2 separate regions of the Sus scrofa genome follow, and region 1 is linked to region 2. A link is a contact called in public promoter capture Hi-C data. All regions are on one chromosome and are shown on one strand. The core of a region is the stretch at or near the end of the contact, and the rest is flanking DNA. Distances in the headings are between cores, read along the strand shown. Region 1 holds the start of FNDC5 (fibronectin type III domain-containing protein 5). Region 2 holds the start of SYNC (syncoilin).

Region 1 (3,284 bases), core at 627-3,126, 150 kb after region 2:
ATGGCAAATCCGATGACAACCTCGTCCTCCAGGACGTCCCAGCTCACCACCGCAGAGTTGGCCTTGAGGTGCCTGACAGTGACGTTCACAGGGGCTGAGGGGCTCTCTGGGGGTGGGGAGGGACCTGAGCCTGAGCATCCCCTGCTGTGAGGCCCAGGCCCATTGTCTCCTAAGTGTGAAAGGGGAGCCTGGGGATGGCCATGCGGTGGGAAGGAAGAAGCCCGGGCCTCCAGTGGGCCTGGCACCTGGGTCTCAGTTCCTTACTGGCTGAGGAGCCAGGCCTGAGAGGCCCCAGGCTCCTTGTGTCCAGGGCGGGAGCCCCTGCTGGCCACAGCTGGCCCCACCGGGGTTCAAGCTAAAAGTGATGAGCCTGGGCCAGGTCTGGTGGAGGGGCAATGAGAGGTGGGGGGACAGGCCTGGGGGAGATGTAGGTGGCCAGGGTTGCAGGAGCTGAAGGTTAGCCTGGTGCAGAGCAGGCAGAAGGCCTCCCAGTCCAGCACTCTTTCTAGAGAAATGCACTGTCAAGTGAGTGACCTTGAAGGAAGGAGACCGACCCAGAGGTCGAGAAGAGCCAAGCTGGGGGATCCCTGGGATGGGAGTGAGGATCAAAAGAGGAGCCCCCAGTATTGTGGGGAAGGGCCTCTTCTCCACCCCGAGAGGCCGGTGGGGAGGCGGCAGAGGAGGATGGGTTCACTCGGAGCAGGGCCCCTCGGTGGAGTCAAGAGTACAGGGTAGGGCCTTCTAGATGGGGGAGAGGACGAAGGAGATCAGATGAGAAGGCAGTGATGGGGATGATGGGGGTCAGAGAGGGGAGAACCTTCTAGGAGAGGGGCAGCAGACTCACACAGCTTCTATAGCCCCAAGGACAGGCTCTAAAAGGGGAAGACCTAAGCTGAAGCCGCACCTCTCACCCCACAAGCGAGTGAACCTGAGACCCCAGGGGCTGTGCCTAGAGCCTGGGGAGACAAAGCCAGAGGTGGAGTCGGAGAGAGACAGAGACACACATGCAGGGGCAGCAGACACAGAACCAGAGAACTGACAAGTGGGGTATCAGAGACAGACGCGGGGCGGAAGCAGAGAGAGCACTGAGCCAAGGAGAGACGGGCAGGAGAGATGAGCAAGACGGGCGGCAGCCAGAAGGGACAGGGACAGGGCGTCAGGAGAGGCTGGGAGAGGAGGAGGCCAGGCCCCGGGGGCAGGCCAGACTCCAGGCTCAGGGTCCACCCCCACCTGTCCCAGCGCGCCCTCGGGTGCCAGTCCCATCCCTCCCACACAGCAGAACCCCATCCCGCTCAGACCTGCAGAGTTGGCCTGCAAGGCTTGGGGACAGGGAGGGAGGCCCAAGGTGGGGAGATCAGTGTCCTCAGCTGCTCCCTGGGCCAGCGAAAGGAGCTAGGGCTTCTGAGGGAAAGGTCTGGGGTCAGGGCAATGGGAGGAGGGGACTGGGGCATCCCAAGACCCTTGACCAGGGCAGGGGTGAAAGGAAGGGCTTTGAGAGCTGGAGGTCAGGTCTGGGGGTCAAGAAGGCAGGAAAGGGGCTGCGGGTGGAGCAAGGGGAGCAGTGAGCGGGCCAGAGACTGGGTCCTCAGGGAGCAGGGAAGGGACCCGAGGATACCAGCCCGCGCCCCCCGCCCCCCGCCCCGGGCCCCCTTACCCGCCTGCACCAGCGCGAGGCAGACGCAGCCCAGCCACAGGCGGAGCGCGGCGCGGGGCGGCCCGGGGTGCATGGCGGCTGCTCCGGCCAGCCGGCTCGGGGCGGCGCAGGGGGACGCGGCTCCGGCGCCCGGCGGCCGCTCGCACTGGCGCTCCGGCCCGCGACCCGCCCGGCTCGGCCGCCCCGCGCCGCCCCGCGCCGCTGGCATGTCGGCTCCGCGGACAGCGACTCCCGCGCGGCGGCGGCGGCGGCGGCGGCGGCGGCAGCGGCGGCGGCCGCGTCCACGTCGGGCGCCCGGGGGGCGGGGCGCCCCCGCTGCGGGGAGAGGCGCGGGGGCGGGGTGAGGGGCGGAGGGCGCCCCCGCGCCCCCCCCAACCCCGACAGCCCGCGACGCGGCCCCCCTCCCGCCATCTCGTCGGTACAGGAGCCCGAGGGTGTTCTCTGCGCTCCCCGGTGCCAAGTCCCTCTCCCCGCCGCGCAGCCTTGACCCGGCCCCCACCTCTGGCCTTTCCGGAGGGAGAGGGAGGGCAAGTGGCACGGAGATGCTCCTCTGTGCCCCCACGGCATCCCACCCCAAAGCTGACCTCCCCTCCCTCTGCTGGGGGTCCCCACCCCTCACTTGGCCCCAGTCCCGAGGCCTTGCAGGCTGGGGCAGGAGGGAGCAGAGGGGAGCAATGCTAGTAGGGATGGGGGTGACTACAGAGTTCTTAGTAGGTGCCGGGGTGCAGACAGGAGGTGCTGTTTACCATGGGGCCGAGAAGAGGGTGCTAGGAGGACCTAGCTCTGGGACCCCAGACCAGTCTTTCCCCTTCTTGGGCTCCTCATTTCTCTCCTTAATGGGAGTAAGCGTCAGCATCTCCTAAGTGCCTGGGGGCTGTTCTTGATTCATGACCTCCCCTCTCACTGCAGCCCTGGAAGACTGAGCGCTCTGCTGTCTGCCTTTTGCATAGGAGACTGCAGCTTGGAGAGGTTGCTTGACTTGCTCAAGGACCCACAGCAGAGCCAGGATTTGAACACAGGCTGAGCTGACTCCCCATGTGTGCGTGACTGGACTGTCTCCCACCCAGGGATCCCTGAGATGCTAGAACTTGTCTGTGCCAGCTTCTCTGGAGCCAGAGAGCTTTCTGGCACCGTCTCTTCCCAAAAGCTGGGTGAGGGAGAAGTGGCTCCAATACCGCTGCCCCCACCCTTCTGGCGCAGCTGAAGGCTAGGAGTAGTGAATGAGCTAATGACTCCAAGGTGCAGGGGGCTTTGGCGACATGGCCAGCAGTCACAGTTCAGAAAGGGCTTGGGGACCCCTCCCTCATTACCCTGGGGACATCCATATGCTTACCACCGTCCCTACCTCGGTCCCACACACCCTGCCTAAGCCACTCTGTTTCTGATCTTGGAGTGGCAGAGAAAAGCCCTCAGGCTGCAGCCACTGCCCTTTCCCTAATAAGAGGCCCTCTGGAGCACTGGGCTGGGGAAGCCCCGACCCCCACCCCAGGGACCTTCTCCGCCCTAAGTCCCAGTCAGAGAAACAAGGTTGAGGAGAGAAGCATAGACCAGGGGGCCCATCTCTCCAAATGAGCCCCCTCCTCCACTGTCTGAAATTCCATTAGAGGGGCATTCCTTTGCATCTTAAAGG
Region 2 (2,967 bases), core at 299-2,798:
TACATACCCTCAAGCCCTGCTCAAACTCCACCTCCTCTGTGAAGCATCTCCCAGACAACCTGCATTCTCGTGTTCTCAAGGCACTTTGTATGCAGCTCATCTTTGCACTAAGTGCTTTGTATTATGGAAGTGCCTGGGTCTATCTTCCCTGACAGTCCATTTCCTAAGGACAAGCGCAGTTATTTTCTCTATACCCCAGGGTGGGGCTCTGTAGAAGACAGGCAGCAATGGACTGAGATCCAAGGGGGAAACTTGCCCAAGGTCAAGTGGCAAAGCTGGAAGTAGAACCTAGGTCTCCTGACTCGCAGGCAGCGCTGTTACCACACACCATGTTGCCTCGGTCACCCCACCCACAGTGCCAGGCCTCTGTTAGGTGTTGCCCTCACACAGCTGCCTCTCTCTAAGGAGCTGGGGGAAAAAGGTGATGATGGGAGGTAGGGGGCAAGGGAGGCAGCTCAGCTGTGACCCCTGACTTCAGGTTTCCTTGGGCCACCTCTGCCACTCCGTCCCTGTCCCTCAAGTATTCCAGCAGCTCCCTACCCTGTCCAGCAAGGCTATGGCTGGAGTGTTTGTGACCCTGTGCAGGCCTGAGTTGGTGTGTGGCTGGCTCCGTGTGTACCCACATGTGGGTACCGCAGTACAAGTGAGTGTATGTGTCAAACTGTGACAGTGGAGGGGCGTCACGTGTGTGTATCTGCACCTCTACCTCTTGGTACAGTAGGAAGTCCAGGGCTACAGGCTAACCTGGGGCGGAAACGCTGCCTCCTCACCTCAAACCCTTCAGCCACAGGTCCCTTCCCCCTAACCAGTGGCAAGCTCACTATGAGGATGGATGGAGGGATGGATGGATGGAGGGAGGGAGGGAGGGACAGAGCCTCCCCTCCAGGGCTCCTGGCCAGCCAAGGCCCTCCTGCGGGTCTAGGACAGGAGACCCTGCCCCCACACCATGCCAGGCCCTGGACCAGAGAGAATGAGCTTCCTGAACTCTCAACTCTAAGCTGGCCGCTGCCCAACCTTGCACCAAGCATCTTCCACAGGGCGAATTCAGCAGCTGGAGGCCTCCATCTCCACTTGCCTTTGGGGTGAGGAATGAAAGAAAACGGGTAGCGTCTTTGGCCCCTGTGGGCCGAAGGGCATCTGACGATTGATGCCCTCTAATGTAAAGGGGTTAACCCTCACGCCGCCCGTGGGAGGGGGAGGGGGGACTATAAAAAGCCCCAGACAAACGGAGGTGCTGGCCAGGCCGGACTCCCCGCTCTCCCTTGGCCGGTGGCTCCGCCCCGTGCCCCACCCCGGCTGGACCCCTGCCCCGCCCCCCGCCCCGGCGACAGGCGCTCGCGGGGGGAGGGGATCCCGCCGGCACCCCCTCCCCAGAGGCGGCGACGCGGGCCCGGGACGCTCCTACCTCGCGGCCTGGGCGGCGCCGTCCCCGCCGCGCCGGGGCTCCGGGCTGGCCATGGCTGCACGACCCGGGCTGGGCGGCCGCGGTATTAATAGCCGGCCCCGCGGGCCGCCCGCGCCCGCCAGCAGCACTGCCAGCTGCAGCCGACACCGGATCCCGCCGGCCCCGGGCCGGGCGCGCCCACTTGGCCCGGGCTCCTCCGCGGGAGGAGGGAGCGGCCGCGCGGCCCAGGGGCGGGGAGAGGCCGCCCCTCCCGGGACCAGCCGGGGGAGAAGGGTATGGGGGGTCGGCGTCTCCAAAACCGGCCATCCCTAGGTCTTCCCGAACCTTCTCTCTCTCCACCCTTCCCTTTCAAGGGTCCTAGCTGCGGGGGTGCGGGGAGGAAGGTGGCTCTGCAGCTCCAGGGGAGCGCTTGCCTTGCCCGGCCGTCCCGGGAGGGGGCTGGGTGTGGGGTTGGGGACCTCGAGGGACCCAGCACCCCGCCCGCCGCCCGCAGGAGTTCAGGGGTGTCCGCCGCCGCCCTGCGATTCCCCCGGCGCCTGAGAGCTGTGCCCCGCAGCTGTCGCCAAGGGCTGGAGGAGGAGGGGTAACGCCACACCCCGTCCATTTGGGGACAGTCGGGAGCCTGGAGAAGGGCGGTGGGAGGACTGCTCGGGAGGGTTGGAGCCTCTGAGGTTGAGTCCGTATTTAACCCGCTCTCCGCCCCTGCGCTGCGAGGTTTCCTGGGGTCTCTCCGCTTGCTCCACCTGTCACCCCCGCCCGCAGTGCGGTCCACTCCAAGGCGCGCTCCCCTTCCCCAAGTTCGAAGTCCACCAGTGTGGGGATCAAACTTAAACACTGAAGGCTTGCTTTCTCCCTAAGCGAGAAGCTGTCTGGCCCCTTCCAGACCTGGGCCTCCGGCATTCTCCCTCCTGATGCCTTTTTTCCACTTAGCCCCTCTGTCTGGGGAGCTCTTTGACTCAATCGCAGAAGAATGCTGTGCACCATAACAAGCGGAGGGGCTGGATGTCTTTAATCAGAGAGGCCTGCAGCGAGGGGTGGGGGTGGGGCAGCAGTGCGGCTCTGTTGAACGCATGTGGGCTGTGTGTTGGGATCTCTGTGCCTGCTGGCGACTGTATGAACGCCACGTGTTTGTGCGTATGGAGTGTGGCGGGGAGACTGGCATTGTGTGTCCACGCGTGACCCTGTGATGACTGGGGGGCGGGGTACATGCCTGTGAGTGGGCATAGGAGCGTGTGACTGTATAGCGAGGCGGCGGTGATTTTGAGTAGTGCTGGTGCTGGTTGTGGAGTGTTGGCGTGGCCATGCTGTGGCTGTCGTGACTGGGCTGAGGGGCGTGTATACAGTGTGTGTGTGTGACTGTGCCTAGAAGTGACTTGAGGACTGAAGGGTGAGAGCATCAGGGGCGCTCGCAAGCGGATGTGTGGAGAGTCGTCTGTGGGGTCTGTGTGTGACCAGGGCCTGGTGCGAGTCATTTATCCAGGTTATGAGTGCTGCCTGCGGTGGTATATTTATATCTCTCTGTCTGATGCAAGGGGGTGGGAGATTAACACCCAAGGGCAGCC

What was found. Promoter capture Hi-C pulls out the DNA fragments that hold promoters and counts their contacts.
Region 1: a promoter capture Hi-C map of fetal skeletal muscle shows a contact between it and region 2, with 6 times the contacts expected there. The contact joins the promoter of FNDC5 here to the promoter of SYNC in region 2. A contact is called at or near these places in 2 of 5 promoter capture datasets (fetal skeletal muscle and liver), 17 of 47 Hi-C or Micro-C datasets (alveolar macrophages, blood, embryonic fibroblasts and 10 more) and 1 of 2 datasets of contacts at active chromatin or transcription factors (alveolar macrophages).

The regions. Positions count from the first base shown.
Region 1 is chr6:89,169,995-89,173,278 of Sscrofa11.1, forward strand. FNDC5 (fibronectin type III domain-containing protein 5) reads right to left here and starts at 1,877. Exons shown (of 6, transcript XM_021095834.1): 1 at 1,655-1,877; 2 at 1-106. The coding sequence starts at 1,862.
Region 2 is chr6:89,024,759-89,027,725 of Sscrofa11.1, forward strand. It overlaps SYNC (syncoilin), which reads right to left and starts at 1,549. Exons shown (of 5, transcript XM_013999124.2): 1 at 1,406-1,549. The coding sequence starts at 1,458.